2 separate regions of the Sus scrofa genome follow, and region 1 is linked to region 2. Evidence: chromatin contacts called from public HiChIP or PLAC-seq data. All regions are on one chromosome and are shown on one strand. Each heading gives the region's core, a stretch centred on a gene start, on an enhancer-like site or on the middle of the called end of the contact. The rest is flanking DNA. Distances are from core to core; before and after follow the strand shown.

Region 1 (4,573 bases), core at 471-2,970, 340 kb after region 2:
CAAGTCTGCGACCTACACCATAGCTCATGGCAACACTGGATCCTTAACCCACCAAGGGAGGCCAGGGATCAAACCTGTGTCCTCATGGATACTAGTCAGTTTCGTTACCACTGAGCCACAGTGGGAGCTCCTCAGAGTTATCTTTTTATTTATTTATTTATTTAGCCTTTTTAGGGCCATACCCAAGGCATATGGAGGTTCCCAGGATAGGGGCTGAATCAGAACTGCAGCTGCTAGCCTACACCATAGCCACAGCAACTCCAGATCCGAGCCACATCTGTGACCTATACCACAGCTCATGGCAACACTGCATCCTTAGCCCACTGAGTGAGGCTGGGGATCAAACCTGCCTTCTCATGGTACTAGTCAGATTTGTTTCTGCCGAGCCACAACAGGAACCCCCTTATCTTTTTATTTTTAAGATTCTTTTCTTTTTTGGCTGCCCTTTGGCATATGGAATTCCCAGGCCAGGAATCGGATACAAGCTGCAGCTTTGACCTATGCTGCAGCTGTGGCAATGCCTGGTCCCACTGTGCCAGACCAGGGATTGAACTTGTGTCCCAGCACTTCAGAGACACCACGATCCATTGCCACATGGAGCACCTGAGAGTCTTTTTTTTTTTTTTTTTTTTTTTTTTTTTTTTTTTTTTTTTTTGGGTCCTCGCATATGGAGTCCAGCTAGGGTCGATCAGTGCTGTAGCCACAGCCTACCGAGCCAGCAACGCGGATCGAGCGGTTGCACTACAAAGCTACGCCGGATCATTACCACTAGCAAGGCAGGAGAACCGCATCATGGTTCTATCGATTCGTTCCACTGCCCACAATCTAAGTTTTTTTTTTTTTTTTTTTTTTTTTTTTTTGCTATTTTGCTCCAGCATATGGAGTTCCAGCTGGGTCGATTGGGCTGTGCCCGCCCGCCAGACATAGCAACTTGGATCTGACCTGTCTGCAGCCTACACCACTCCGCCGCCGACGTCCCCGAGCGGCAGGACCCCCGCCCTCATGTCCTTCGTCGTCCCGCCCCGGCTCCTGAGATCTTTTTAAAAATTCCCATCTGCTCCCACAAGTGCAGCCTCCGCATGGCCCTGTAATACCCTACACGTCTCCAGGGTGGCACTAAGAGCACTGTATTACGAGCTCATGTGGATTTGTCTCTCTCCCCCCTTGGACTGCAAATGGAAGAGGTAGATGATTAGAACTTGTTGAGTTAATAAATCCAGAAACCATTTACTGGGAGCCAGTGTGGGGCAAGCAGTGTCCTTGGCACTGGGTATATAGGATGAAGGTACGTGTGAGCAGAAGCCTGACTCACAGCCCTCATTCTTGAGGGAGGAGACAGATAACAACAGGGGAGTAAGTGCCACATGGTGACAAGTGCCAGGGAGAAGAATAAAGTAGCTGCTAGGGTACAGGGTGGCCGGAAAGGGAGCAGAGGTGGCTCTTTGGCACCTGGGGCAGCCACCAAGCAGAGGCTGGACTGGTGGGCTTGGTGGGTCCGGGAACAGGCGGAGGGATGGGAGTGGTGGCAGAGAAGACAGGAGTCAGAGGTCAGGGGGCAGGCAGAGCTGCAGGCTATGTGGAACCAAGTAGGTCTTTCTATTCTGAAGGCTCTTGGAAGTCAGTGGGGGTTTGGAGCAGAAGCATGGTAGGACATGGCTTTCCATGCTAGAGGACCACTCTGGCTGCTGGATCGAGAATCAGCCTGAGAGGTGAAGACTGAAGCCACAAAGAAAGAAGTAATGGGGCATGGCTGTTGGGGGCTCTGGAGCGGTGGGTCAGAGTGTGGACTCGCTCTGCAGGCTGTGAAGGGGGAAGGGGCTGCCTTCTGCTGGGGAGGAAGGACAGGGGGCAGGTTGGAAAGAACCAGAAGTTTGCTTTTGGACATATGGAGTTTCTTATTACACATATCTTCCTTTTTATATTGAATTCTTTATCCAGATTGGAGAGTAGGTGCAGTTTCTTTTTCAGTATGACAATCTAAGAGGAACTGAGAGTTTATGTAACAGTCCAACAGGAACTGAAACCATGGAAGGACTGGGGGGGGGCAAAGTTTTAAGTGTTTTTGTTTAAACACAGGGAGCCAGATGGACAACCCACCATCCTGTTTTTCCTTCAGCAGTAAATCAACGTTTGGTAGGGCTTCAACAGCAGCCCAGGGCTGAGTGTTTGGTGCTGTGGCCTTGGGATTAAGATAACGCTGAAGGGAAGCTTGGAATGATACAATGTACATGGCCCTGTTGGCAGAAGCAGTCCTTCCTGGCTCTAACCATCCCTGCAAATTGTGCTGAGGGCCCCTGGCTCCTAGGCTGATCTGTCTCCTATCTCACAGCAGTGTCTCTGGTTGGTCACATGGCCCATTAAATGGGTAACAGTAGGGAGGGGCTGGCTTGGTTGCTACCTTATCACGTGCTGGGCACTTGACCCTGAGCTGCTGGGCATGGGCAGGTGTCATTCGGGACCACTGCATAATCTCTGTGTCATGTGGGGGCAAAGGGAACCAATGCAAAGAGCTGACGTTGTTTTCAGGGCCATTAGAACTAAGTCCTTTGTCTCTGAACCCAGAGTCTCATGTCTTCTTCTAGCATCCATGAAACAGTGAGAGTCTAAGCTGGGTAATTTTTCAGACCCTTCACCCTTCTTGACAGATTCATCTCTCAGAGGAGTTGTCAAAAGCCCTGTTCTGGGGTGAGGGGTAGCTCAGGGTGAAACAAAAGGGATCAGGGCAGGTGCACAGGACCAACAAGGAAGGGGTTCTGTTTCCTCCCAGGGACCTGCCTTCTGAGTGAAGCACGTGATAGGGAAAATGAAGAGAAGTGACCGTGAAGAGCCGAGGACTTGGGCTAATTTTCAACTGGTTTGTACTCCTTTCCTCACCAAGTGTGGTAAAGGCCCCTGGGACTGAGTAAATGATGGCAACAGATGGAAAGATCAGTTTCAGAGTCAAGGTAGCAGATAAGGGTTGCTGAAGACCAAGGGAATCCTAGTCTCCTTTGGTTTAGGGGTGGACACTTAGCCAGGGCACAAATAATGCAAGACCTTTTTTTTTTTTTTTTTTTTTTTTTTTTTACAAAGAGAATCCTTTTGCACTTACTTTTAAGAAATTTGTGACTGGCTAGGCTGGTGGAGTGCTGAACCTTCCCATTCACATTGTTATGAGACTCCCTCACCTACTCAGTGGTGGGTCTGATGCTCAGAGGGGAACCAGACAGCAGACACCCACAGCAGGTGCTGGGGGAGGGGCGCAGAGCACCCTGAGAAGGTACCGGTGTTCTAAGGGAACACGGAGGGGGGCATCATCCCGGTGGGTGTCACCCTTCCACAAATGCACAGGACTAATTAGAAAGGTTCTGAGGAGTTCCCATGTGGCTCAGCGGGTTAAGAATATGACATAGTGTCTGTGAGGATGTGGGTTCGATCCCTGGCCACAATGGAATACAGTTCAGCCGCAAAGAGCATGAAATAATGCCATTTGCAGCCATGGACCTAGATATTATCATACCAAGTGAAGTAAGTCAGAAATATGTTATATGATATTACTTATATGTAGACTCAGAAATGATGCCAATGAGCTTATTTACAAAACTGGAATAGACTCACAGATGTAGAAAAGGAACTTATGGTTACCAAAGGTGATATTGGGGAAAGGGTGGGGGAAGGGATAAATTGAGAGTTTGGAATTATATACACACTACTATACATGTATAAAACACCAAGGACCTACTGTATAGCAAAGAGAACTATACTCAATAACTTACAATAAACCATAACAGAAAATAATCTGAAAAAGAATATATATACATACATGTATAGCTGAATCACTTTGATGTACACCTGAAACTAACACATTATAAATTAACTACATTTCAGTTAAAAAAAAAGATATATAACCTCTACCTACTTTTCTTCAGGACCACTATTCATGAAACACATGTCACATTGCAGCAGTGATTATGTTTCCCTGCAGTTAACACAGTGAGAGGCCGGCCACAGACAGGACCCCCTGGTAAATTTATCAGTTTCCTTCTAAAGTAGCAGCACAGTGTTTCCTTAAAACATAGAACATTTCTGGAATGTGCATATTCCGAGCCCAGACTTCCTATTCCTCCTCCCCTGCTTGGTGTAGACGAAACCCTGCCATGGGGACCTGGCAGCCTCTGCATAGCATTCCTCTAAGGGCATCAAGCCTCTCTGTTAAGTTCTTGGCCCCTGGGGCGGTTGTGAAATTGGCTCTAATGATTAAATGATAAGTTCTTCTAGTCTCCTCTTTGTCCACACTGAATGCTTTAGAATGGCGAAGCACAATCAGAACCGTCAGCAGGCTGCCTTAGAAGCTAAACAGCCTATCAGCACTGTTTCTCTGTGATTAAAAGACACATTAGAGTTTGGAAGCCTTGTGATTACTTTGCAGAAGAAAGATACTATGAGGAATTAGTCTAAAATTTGACTCAGGCCAGGCCACTTTGTGATGACTAACATATTCTGCCAGCTGTTCCAGGTTAACAAGCTAAGATGTGTAACCAAAAGAGGGCAGTACTCATTCTTGCTGTTTTCTTTTTTAGGACAAAACAGAAAG
Region 2 (4,610 bases), core at 1,180-3,679:
AACCCGCTTAGAATAAATTTAACCAGAGAGATAAAAGATTCGTATACTGTAAACTATAAAACACTGATGAAGGAAATTGAAGAAAACACAAAAGATAAATGAAAAGACATCCCATGTTCATGGATTGGAAGAAATAACATTGTTAGAATTTCCATACTACCAAAGTGATCTACAGATTCAGTGGAATCTCTATCAAAATTCCAATGGTGTTTCTCACAGAAATTAAAAAAAAAAAACTTAAAATTCAGACAGAACAACAAAAGACTATAATAGCCCAAGCAATTTTAAGCAAGATGAACATTGGAGGTATCACCCTACAATCAAAACATTGTGGTACTGGCATAAAAACAGACATATAGACCAGTGTAACAGAAGAGAGTTCAGAAATAAATCCACACCTTTGTGGTCAACTGATCTTTGACAAGGATGCCAGTATACAAGGGAGAAAAGATAGCTTCTTTATTAAATTATGTTGCGAAACTGGTTTTCCATATGCAAAAGAGTAAAACTGAGTCCTTGTCTCACTGCATAAGCAATGATGACCTCAGAATGAATTAAAGATTTCACTATAACACCTGAAACCATAAAACTGTTAGAAGAAAACATAGGGGGAAGTTTATAGTTTGAGCAATAATTTTTTTAGATATGACTCTAAAAGTGCAAATATACAATAAACAAATGGTACTGCATCAAACTAAAAGCTTCTGCATAGGAAAGGATACAAAGGAGTAAAGAGACGACCTGTGGAATGAGAAAATATTGCAAACCATACATCTAATAAAGGGTTAATATATATATATAAAGAACTCAATCAATAGCAAGAAAACAAACAACCCATAAAAAAATCAGCAAAGGATCTAAATACACATTTCCCAAAAGAAGACATATGAATGGCCAACAGATATATGAAAAGATGTTCAATATCACTGATCATCAGGGAAATGCAAATCAAAACAATGAGATATCACCTCATACCTTTCAGAATGTCTATTATCAAAAAACAAATGACAACAAGTGTTGGCAAGAATGTGGAGAAAGGGAACCCTGTTGGTAGGAATGTAAACTGAGGCACCTACGAGGAAAAACAGTATGGAGGTTCCTCCAAAAATAAAAAATAGAACTATCACACCATCTAGCAATTCCACTTCTGGATAGAGATACAAAGTACGTGAAAATAGGACACTGAAGAAATATCCGCATCCCAAAGTTCACTGTAGCGTTATTCACAAGCCAAAATATAAAAACCCAATGGTCAATGGATGAATGGATAAAGATGTGATCTATTTATAATACGTATATATAAAAACACACCCACATAAAAAAAATATGTAATACACAGACTGAATACTATTCAGATAAAAAGGAAATCCTGCCATTTAATACAGTTTAAATGCACCTGGAAGACATTATGCTAAGTAAAATAAGCCAGACAGAAAAAGACAAATACTGCATGATCTCACTCAATTGTGGAGTCTTAAAAAATGCAGAATTCATAGAATCAGGGAGTAGAATAGTGGTTACCAAGGGCTGGAGGGTGGGGGAAACAGGGAGGTATTGATCAAAAACCACAAAGCTGCACTTAGGTTGATGGGCAAGGAGGGATGAGGACAGCTAACAACACTGGACTGATACTGAAGATAGGCTACAACAGATTTAAGTGCACCCATCCCAAAAGATAGGTGAACTTGTGTGAGACGATAATGTGAATTAGCTTGACTAGTAATCATTTCACTACATACAGGTGTATCAAATCATCATGTTGTATACCTTAAATATATACAATTCTTTTTTTTTTTTTTTAAAGAATCTTGCAAAATAGAGAAAAAGACTAGCTTACCTGGGCAAGAAGAATATTTATGACTTCCTCATTTTCATTCATTTCTTCTTTGGAAACATCCTCTTTTGAAAGACTGGCTATTTCTTGGGCAATCTTGGTTTCACACTCCTGTCAAGTAAGAGAAATTGAAAACACTGGTTAACCTACTGTAACACATTTGACAAAGTCACATATCACCATTCTAGAAGTTCCCTTCTCATCTCCTGGATTTGAAAAAGTAAGAGTGACACAGTCAGAAGAACCATCTGGAGAGCTGGGCATTCATTAATTGGGCTTTGAAAATAACATGTGGATCTCAGTCTGTGGCTCCACTGGGAGAAAAAGTGTTCAATTCTGTTTAATGTGCTCACCATTTCTGGAACCCTTCCACATAAATTACCTTCTGTGATACTTTTTTGCGGGTTAGGGAGGGGTCAATTTTAAACACACAGTTCAACTGGTTTTGACAAAAATAAACAGTCAAGTAACTATCATCACAGTCACCGCCATGGGCTCTTCTACCTTCTGCTGGCCTCTGGCAACCAAGACCTTTCCCTTCCATGCTTTGCTTTTTGCCTTTTATGTTTCACATAAACTGGATTAAGTATCTTTTATGATTCATCTATTGTGTCATCTGTATCAGCAGTTTGCTGAGTAATATGCCATGATATGAATGTACCACAATTTGTTCATCAATTCACCAGCTGAACTAGTTTTGAGCTATTTATCTAGCTCACCATAAACACTATGTATTTGCCTTGCATGCGGGGGTATGTGCCTTTTTACATTAGATAAATACCTAGGAGTGGAAGTGCTTGGTCATATGGCAACTTGATGTTTAACTTTAAAAGAAACTGCCAAGCTTTCCAAAAGGATTGAACTAAGAGCAATACAGGAGAGTTCCAGCTACTCCACATTCTCAACACTTGGTATTTTTATTTATTTTTCTCTTTTGGGCCACACCTTCAACACACTGAAGTTCCCAGGTTAGGGGTAGGATCAGAGCTTCAGCTGAGGCCTATGCCACAGCAATACCAGATCCTAGCCACTCTGTGACCTACTCCAAAACTTGCAGCAACACTGAATCCTTAACACACTGAGTGAGGCCAGGGATCAAATCCACATCCTCACAGACATTATGTCACGTTATCAACTCACTGAGCCACAAATGGAACTACTACTTGGTATTTTTAATTTCAGCCCAGATGCAGCTCAGATCCTATATTGCTGTGGCTGTGGTGTAGGCCGGCAGCTGCAGCTCCAATTCGATCCCTAGCCCAGGAATTTCCACATGTCATAGGTGTGGCCCGAAAAAGAAAAAAAAAAAAGGTTTCTCTTAACTCTTAAGAGTTTTTAATATATTCTAGTTCAATTCCTTTATCAGATGTGTTTTTTGCAAATGTCTTGTCATAGTCTCTGGTTTGCATATTCATCTTCCTAACAGTGTCTTTTTTTTTTTTTTTTTTTTCTTTTTTCCCTGTTTTAGGGCTGCACCTGCAGCATAAGGAAGTTTTGGGCTAGGGGTTGAAATCAGAGCTGCAGCTGCTGGCTTACACCACAGCCACAGCAACACTAGATCCAAGGCATCTGTGACCTATGCCACAGCTTGCGGCAACACCAGATCCTTAGCCCAATGAGTGAGGCCAGAGATGGAACCAGCATCCTCACGGACACTATGTCAAGTTCTTAACCCTCTAAGCCACAAGGGGAACTTCTTAACAGTGTCTTTTTGAAGAACATATTTTGTTGAAGTGTAATTCACCAAATTTTTCTCTTATTGTTCCTAGATTTTGTGTCCTATTTAAGAAATCACTCCCCAAACCAAAGGAAATAAGATCTTCTCCAGCGTTTTCTTTCGGAAGTTTTTTTAAGTCTTAATGTATGATTCATTTTGAGTTAATTTTTTTTTTTTTTTTTTTTGTCTTTTTGTCTTTGTTGTTGTTGTTGTTGCTATTTCTTGGGCCACTCCCTCGGCATATGGAGGTTCCCAGGCTAGGGGTCGAATCGGAGCCGTAGCCACCGGCCTACGCCAGAGCCACAGCAACGCGGGATCCGAGCCGCATCTGCAACCTACACCACAGCTCACGGCAATGCCGGATCGTTAACCCACTGAGCAAGGGCAGGGACCGAACCCACAACCTCATGGTTCCTAGTTGGATTCGTTAACCACTGCGCCACGACAGGAACTCCTAATTTTTTTTTTTTTTTTTGCATATGGATACCCAATTGTTCCTGCACCATTTTTTTAAAAAGAAAATCCCAGTCAATTGTCTTAGCACCTTTGTTGAAAATTAACTGCCTACGTATGTCTTGGTCTGTTTCTGTACTTTTTCCTCCATGTGTCCAATCCAGTATCTACCGTCTTGATCATAGTAGCTTTCTAGTAAGACGTAGTATCAGATAGTGTGAGCCTTCCAACGCATCCTTTTTCAAATTGTTTAGACTGTTCTAGGTCATGTGTATTTCCATACAGATTTTGGAAGAGCTCGTTAATTTTTACCAAAATCACCTGTTCAGATTTTGATTGGAACTGAATCCACAGATCCAGGAAAACTTAACATCTTAACAATACTGAGATATATAATTTTTTAAATGTCCTTACTTACATCTTTTTTCATTTTAGGTTCATGACCCAATGTTCACTGCTAACATACCAAAATACAATAGACATGTATATCTGATCTTGTGTGCTACACTAGTTTGATTTTTTAACAGATTTCTCAGGCTTTATATCATCTATGTATAAATATCATCTTTATATCATCTGCTCTCTCTCCAATCTGTATGCCTTTTA

What was found. HiChIP or PLAC-seq counts read pairs in DNA pulled down with a chosen protein or histone mark.
Region 1: an H3K27ac HiChIP or PLAC-seq map of alveolar macrophages shows a contact between it and region 2. The contact joins two enhancer-like sites.

What each region holds. Positions count from the first base shown.
Region 1 is chr6:98,897,796-98,902,368 of Sscrofa11.1, forward strand. No RefSeq gene overlaps it. Among named protein-coding and RNA genes, the nearest start is that of NDUFV2, 48 kb to the left of the region's middle. Within about 2 kb of position 1,721, at least 18 of the 83 cell types and tissues checked have an H3K27ac peak or open chromatin away from gene starts, as enhancers often do. A contact at or near this core is called in alveolar macrophages, where this site is marked.
Region 2 is chr6:98,557,897-98,562,506 of Sscrofa11.1, forward strand. It overlaps RALBP1 (ralA-binding protein 1), which reads right to left. Exons shown (of 11, transcript XM_003127830.6): 8 at 1,838-1,945. Among named protein-coding and RNA genes, the nearest start is that of RALBP1, 39 kb to the right of the region's middle. Within about 2 kb of position 2,430, at least 3 of the 83 cell types and tissues checked have an H3K27ac peak or open chromatin away from gene starts, as enhancers often do. A contact at or near this core is called in alveolar macrophages, where this site is marked.